Regions from separate parts of the Zea mays genome. Here region 1 is linked to region 2. The links are chromatin contacts, called in public Hi-C maps. All regions are on one chromosome and are shown on one strand. Each heading gives the region's core, a stretch centred on a gene start, on an enhancer-like site or on the middle of the called end of the contact. The rest is flanking DNA. Distances are from core to core; before and after follow the strand shown. Region 1 holds the start of LOC100284952 (calcineurin B-like protein 9). Region 2 holds the start of LOC100274243.

The links. A called contact is a pair of places that touch in the nucleus more often than the background predicts.
Region 1: a Hi-C map of ear shows a contact between it and region 2, with 3 times the contacts expected there. The contact joins the promoter of LOC100284952 here to the promoter of LOC100274243 in region 2. A contact is called at or near these places in 2 of 25 Hi-C or Micro-C datasets (ear and tassel).

What each region holds. Positions count from the first base shown.
Region 1 is chr9:119,603,685-119,606,399 of Zm-B73-REFERENCE-NAM-5.0, reverse strand. LOC100284952 (calcineurin B-like protein 9) reads left to right here and starts at 1,457. Exons shown (of 8, transcript NM_001157847.2): 1 at 1,457-2,182; 2 at 2,464-2,546. The coding sequence starts at 2,104.
Region 2 is chr9:119,445,950-119,448,940 of Zm-B73-REFERENCE-NAM-5.0, reverse strand. It overlaps LOC100274243, which reads left to right and starts at 1,577. Exons shown (of 4, transcript NM_001148611.1): 1 at 1,577-1,893. The coding sequence starts at 1,659.

The DNA of each region.
Region 1 (2,715 bases), core at 208-2,707, 160 kb before region 2:
CGGCTCAGAGCAGCTCGACACTAAGAACGAGCCTAAGCTGAGCCTATTTTGTAGCTCGGGAAAAGAGCGAGCCAGCTTGTGGCTCGATCTAACAACAATTTGTTATATAAAATCCTAAATATCATATAATATCAGTACCAAATATATGAGTACCAAATATATAATTAGATTGTGTTATTAGAAATTACTGTATAAATTTAATCTATTTTCTAAATTATATTAGTAACATATTTATTTTACAAATTTAAAATAGGTTACTTAAATTAGTTTTAAGATTCTATATTATAATTTATATTACGAGTTAAGGCTTTTGGTCAGACTCACGAGCTAGCTGTGAGCCGAGCTAAGTCTACTTTTTAAGCTCACCGGAGAAATGAGTCCAGTCACTCGACTCGTTAAGCTCGTTACTTGACCAAGCTAAGTTTAATTTAGCTCGACTCGTTTCCACTCCGTTACTATAACGTTTCATAGATGATTTTTTTGCTCCTCTGCTGAAGCTCAAAACTCTTGCATTTCCGTTTTGGCGGATGAAAACGGGGTGACCTCGTGTCGAAAGAACTGGAAGCTAACAATTAGTTAATTAAACCGTGTCCAGCAGTCTATCTATAATTTATCTAGAAAATTGTTTTTACATTATCTGCATTATCCGTAGAGTGAAATTTAAATATAGTAAGAGGTGTTTGGTTTGAGGAATCACTCAATCCAAAATGCGGTGGACATCATGGGTTCATTCCTCAAATTTGGTGGGATAACCTCATTCCTCATATTAGTATTAACTAACTAACTATAAGGAATGAAGTGATGATAGATCAACTCATTAGAGCATCTCCAACAACGTGACCTATAAAAATGCCTTATAATTTAAAAATAAGTAAATTTTATAGAATTTAGGGCACCAACAAAACACTCTGCTCCAACAGTAAAGCCTCAAATCTAGATTATAGGGCAGCCCACTATGATGTAGTATATTTGAGGCACTTGAGAGGGTGCCCTATAGTTTTTTGACAAAATTTGTTTAATTGAGGTACTGTTGGAGTGATTTTTTCTGTGTAGAGTCCTATATTTCGATTTGAGGCATTAGTTTGAGGCATTGTTGGAGATGCTCTTACATTCCACAAACCAAACAAAAAAAAAGGAGAAGATGATGGATTAGCTTATTCCTCAAACCAAACCAAACAGGCTATAAAAGAATGGATAAGATGCGGAAGATAGTTTAGACATTTAAATCAAAACATGTTATAATTCAGAATGTTCTATAAACAACGCATGGTCTCGCGAACTCCGTCTCCGGAGACTGGAGCTAATCAGAATAATCGACCAGAATCTGAGGCGCCGTCGCCGTCGCCGCCCGCCGGCTGCGGCAGTTGGCTCCGCGACTGTAATCTTCCAGGTTGGTGCGTACGCCACCACCTCCCGTAGTGCCGTTATATTCTGGGCATGTCGAGCGTGGCTGGGAATAGCCGCACGGTGCGCTGTCGCGTGCCGAATCGCTTGTGCCGTCGTGCGGTTTCGTCTCATCTCCCTTTTTCGCCGCACGCCTTGGCCCTTTTCCAGTAGAAGAAGCGTCGAAGGGGACGCGCACATGCGCCGGCGTGGCAGAGACTGACCCGGCCCCAAGGCCGATCAGGGGAAGGGCGGCCGCCCCTGCCTCCCGGGGCCAGGGGGCTGAGCTCCCCGCCTCGTCTCGGCCTGGCCTGGTTCGCCCTCGCTCCGACGCGTGGTGGACGCAACCAGTGCGCGACGCCCCCGGCTCCTGGTCCGTTCCGCAGTTCCGCACCCCGCTTCGACCAACCAATCGCCGCCGCGTCGCGTCGCGTCGCCTCCTTTTTTTTCCCCGCCCTCCCGGACGGCGGCCTCGTTCGCCAGAAGAAACCCAGGCTGCAGCCGAAATCCTCAAGTCTCCGTCGTCTGACCCCACCTCGACGGCCCAGATCCACTCGCCCTCGCCGCCCTCGTGCCCCTCAGTCCCTCACTCCCTCGCCTCCTCAGCGGCGAAGACAGCTGCGAACGGGGCCATTTTTAGGCGGGAGCGCGGGCGGCGGTGCTAGCAGATTGGTTGGTTTGAGTGGTTGGGCCGGCTCTTCGAAACGCCCCGCGGCGGCGATGGGATGCTTCCATTCCACGGCCAAGCGGCAGCATCCTGGCTACGAGGACCCCGTGGACCTCGCCTCCCAGACCTCCTGTGAGTTCGCCGATCCCATCTCTTGCCCTACGCGTACGAGCTACTCGCGTGAGTTCGAGTTTTTTTTTTCTTATTTAGTTTTCAATGATTGCCGTGGTTGGAATGGAATTGGAGAACGGAGATGCCAGATGTTTCGTCTAGATATCGGTGTCGTTTACTAGGATATCTTAGATATCTGTAGGAGCACTGGATGCATGCTGCATGATCCTTGCGTTTTCGGTAATTTCTAAATTGCCCTCTCTATATCTTGCTGAGTACGTGCTTTTCTTTTGCTTATGTAGTCAGTGTTAGTGAGGTTGAGGCTCTATTCGAGCTGTTCAAGAGCATAAGTGGTTCAGTGATTGACGATGGCCTGATCAACAAGGTATATTCTATTAGTCATCTCTGTATTCCTTGCTATATTGTCAGTTTTGTGTATGAACATCAAATATGCTCACTAGCCATGTTGTAGTTAGCCCTCATTGCTGATTGTACGACTGGAAAGTGAAGCTTGCTATCCTACGTTTTGTATTTTTACTTTCCTCAGCTGCAGA
Region 2 (2,991 bases), core at 328-2,827:
CTGTAACAATTGTTCAGCAGCAATTAGCGATATCGTGAGAACAAAATTTATTTATACACTCGCAATCAGTGCCAAAACGCTACTACGAGAAATCACACACATACTTGTAGATCCTAGCCACGTTGTTCGTGGCTGATGCGTTGTGCAGTGCCTCCAAGGCAACCTTCTGCGCCTGCTCTCTCTGCTCCATTGCGTCCTGAATGCAGGACACAGCAAACACGTTAGACAAAGAAGAGTCAAGATTGATGGTTTGCTGCTATTCCTAGATTCGATCGCACCTTCCCGAGTAGACTGAGCTTCCCCGGCACCGGCACGCGAGCAGCTATCGCCGATCGCTTCTTGGTGGATGTGGCTGAGCTTCTGAGCTCATCATCAAAAGGAGGCGAGGAGGGCTCTTCCTCCTTGGTCACCCTCCTCGTCGCCCTCGAGGCTGTGCAGCTCACCGAACTCTTCTCCTGCGCAAACAAAAATTGGAAATCAACATTGATCTGTAAACAAAGGCGTGACTCGACTTGGCTCCCAATGCTTTTCAGTTGAGGCTGGGGGCGTACAGTGGGGAATGGGCTCTTGGGGATCCTGGGATGCTGCTGATCCCTGCCCGCGACAAAGCTCTGGCTCCTGGTCAGCCTGGGCAGCACGCTGCTGCTCTTCCTCACCGATGCAGAGCTCAGCGCCGACGACGCCGCGGCGGCCCGCTCCCTACCAGGCGTCGCCGCAGCCCCGCGCTCCCTGGCAAGCGTCGCGCCACCAGCGCGGTCCTTGACCGGAGTCGACAAGGCCGGCCGCTCCTTGACCGGCGTCGTCCTCTCGGCGTCGAAGTTGAGCGTGGCAGGCTTGATGGCGGCATTCTGCTCGGGGCCCCAGGACCCCCTGCGCGGCGCGGCGGGCTTGGCCCTCGCTGTCGGGTCGGGCGTGCCGACGACGAGCGGGTCCGACGGTGCTGAGCGGGGCCCCGAGGGCGAAGTGCGGCACTGGAACGCGGACGTCAACAACGTCTCCTTCGATGTTGCTGAGCGGGGCCCGAGGATAGGCCGACGGTGCTCCTACTGGGACCTGCTACACGGCTTCCCAGAGCTCTGGCTCTCGTGGCGCCACAAGGCCACCTACGACCGTGGGCTTGGCGCCGGCGAACGCGTCAGGGACATAGGCGATGGCGGCGAGGTCGGGAGGAGGTAGGGGCGCGGCGGGAGGAACAACGTGGGTATATGGAGTGTCGGATGGGGACGGGCGGACCGCGGATGTGATGTATAGCTCGCACGCGGCTCTATTGAATTGAAGAAAAATTTCGGGTCCATGGGCACGTGTCGGCACGCATGAGAGGCTGGAGCCGTGAAATGCGGAGGGAGCGTGAAACCCCAGCGGGTTTTAGCAAGAAGTAATATGGATTAAACGAAGAGGAGCGATGAGCCCACGAGTTTAAGTTTAGATCAGGTCTAAAGTTCGGATATCAAATCCGGATGCACGATGATGCACCCGCTCTGAACCCAACCCACCGCCATTTCTATACCCCTCTCGCCCTGCGCCCCGTCACCTCTCTGGTCCCTCTCCTCTTGCTTTGATGCTTTCTCTCTCCATCTCGTTTCCCCCGCCTGCCCAGCCAGCGCAAACCCTAGCCCGTACTGCGAGGCTCTTGGCAGCGGATAACTGGACCTGTCCGCATGAATCGGGGGAGAGAAACTGGCGGTAACTTACGTGAATCGGGTTTGTTTAGTGGCTGCGACGGCGACGGCGGCGCAGGGATGGACCGTAAGCGCATTAAGGACGTGCTCGAGAAGCACCTGGAGAGGTCGTCGCCGTCCACCTCCAGGGGCGTCGTGTCCAAGGAGAGGGAGCGCCTCGCTGCCGGGAAACTGCCGGCGTCGCTTGGCAAGGCGGAGAAGGTGTCTGATGGTGGTAAGAGCTATATCTTTCGTGAACCCTCGTTATTCTTTACGTGTTTTGATTACCTTCGTCACTGTGTACGATGAACTGCCACAATGCATGCTTGGTTTGAAAGATGCGACTTTTCTGTATTTCGTCTTTTTTCGTACAGAATCTTATGCTGAAATTTAGTGTGCTATGATTAGATTTAGTGGCTTCCGTTTTTATGTCCCCATTCAATGAGAAGCTCACTTCCTTGCCTGAAGCGGATGATGTTCCTTGCCTGAAGCGGAAGATGACATGCTTTCCGTTTGTATGTTGGCTCTTTTGCAACAAGTGTTGTTATAAGCAATATAAACTAAGTGGGTGTTTGGTTTCTAGGGATTAATTTTTAGTCTCTCTATTTTAGTCCCTAAATTGTCAAACACAGGGACTAAAAGAGGGACTATCTCTATTTTAGACCCTGTGTTTGCCAATTTAGGGACTAAAACGGAGGGACTAAAAATTAGTCCCTATAGAACAAACTCCCTCTAAGAAACCAGTAAAAATGAGCAAAAAGCCAAAGACTAAAGAGTTTGAGTGGTTTGCTCCTATTGGGGTTCAGGAGCTGGGGTATCTCTGAAACCAACAATGAGGAAACAAATGTAAGTGTAACATGGTAATTGAAAGTGACTTGGATTACCTTAAGGATGAGATGGATCAAAGGCTGCAAAACATTTATTACACAGAATCATAACATGAATGCTTTGTGTTTTTTGTTTCTTCAACTTGAATGCTATCCAAGCTTGTTAAAATCATGATCCAGAATGGGATCGAAACTCCAATTGTACGATCGCAAATATTAGGATCATAAGTGCTAGAATCATAAAATTGGAGATTCTACTTAATGGAATCCTAGAACCAAACTGACATGCAATTAGTTCTACCATGATGTCTGAAGTGTCACCTTCTGACTGGAGGGAGTGATAGTATAGTATCTTGTTTGCTCAAGAATATGTGATTATTTCTTCTGCTTGGTACTACTCCCTCTGTTCCAAACTGCAAGTTGTTCTCGCTTTTCTATGGCATATATAGGTACCGCAAACCTAGATATACGTGTCTAGATACATAGTCAAAGCTATGTACTAGAAA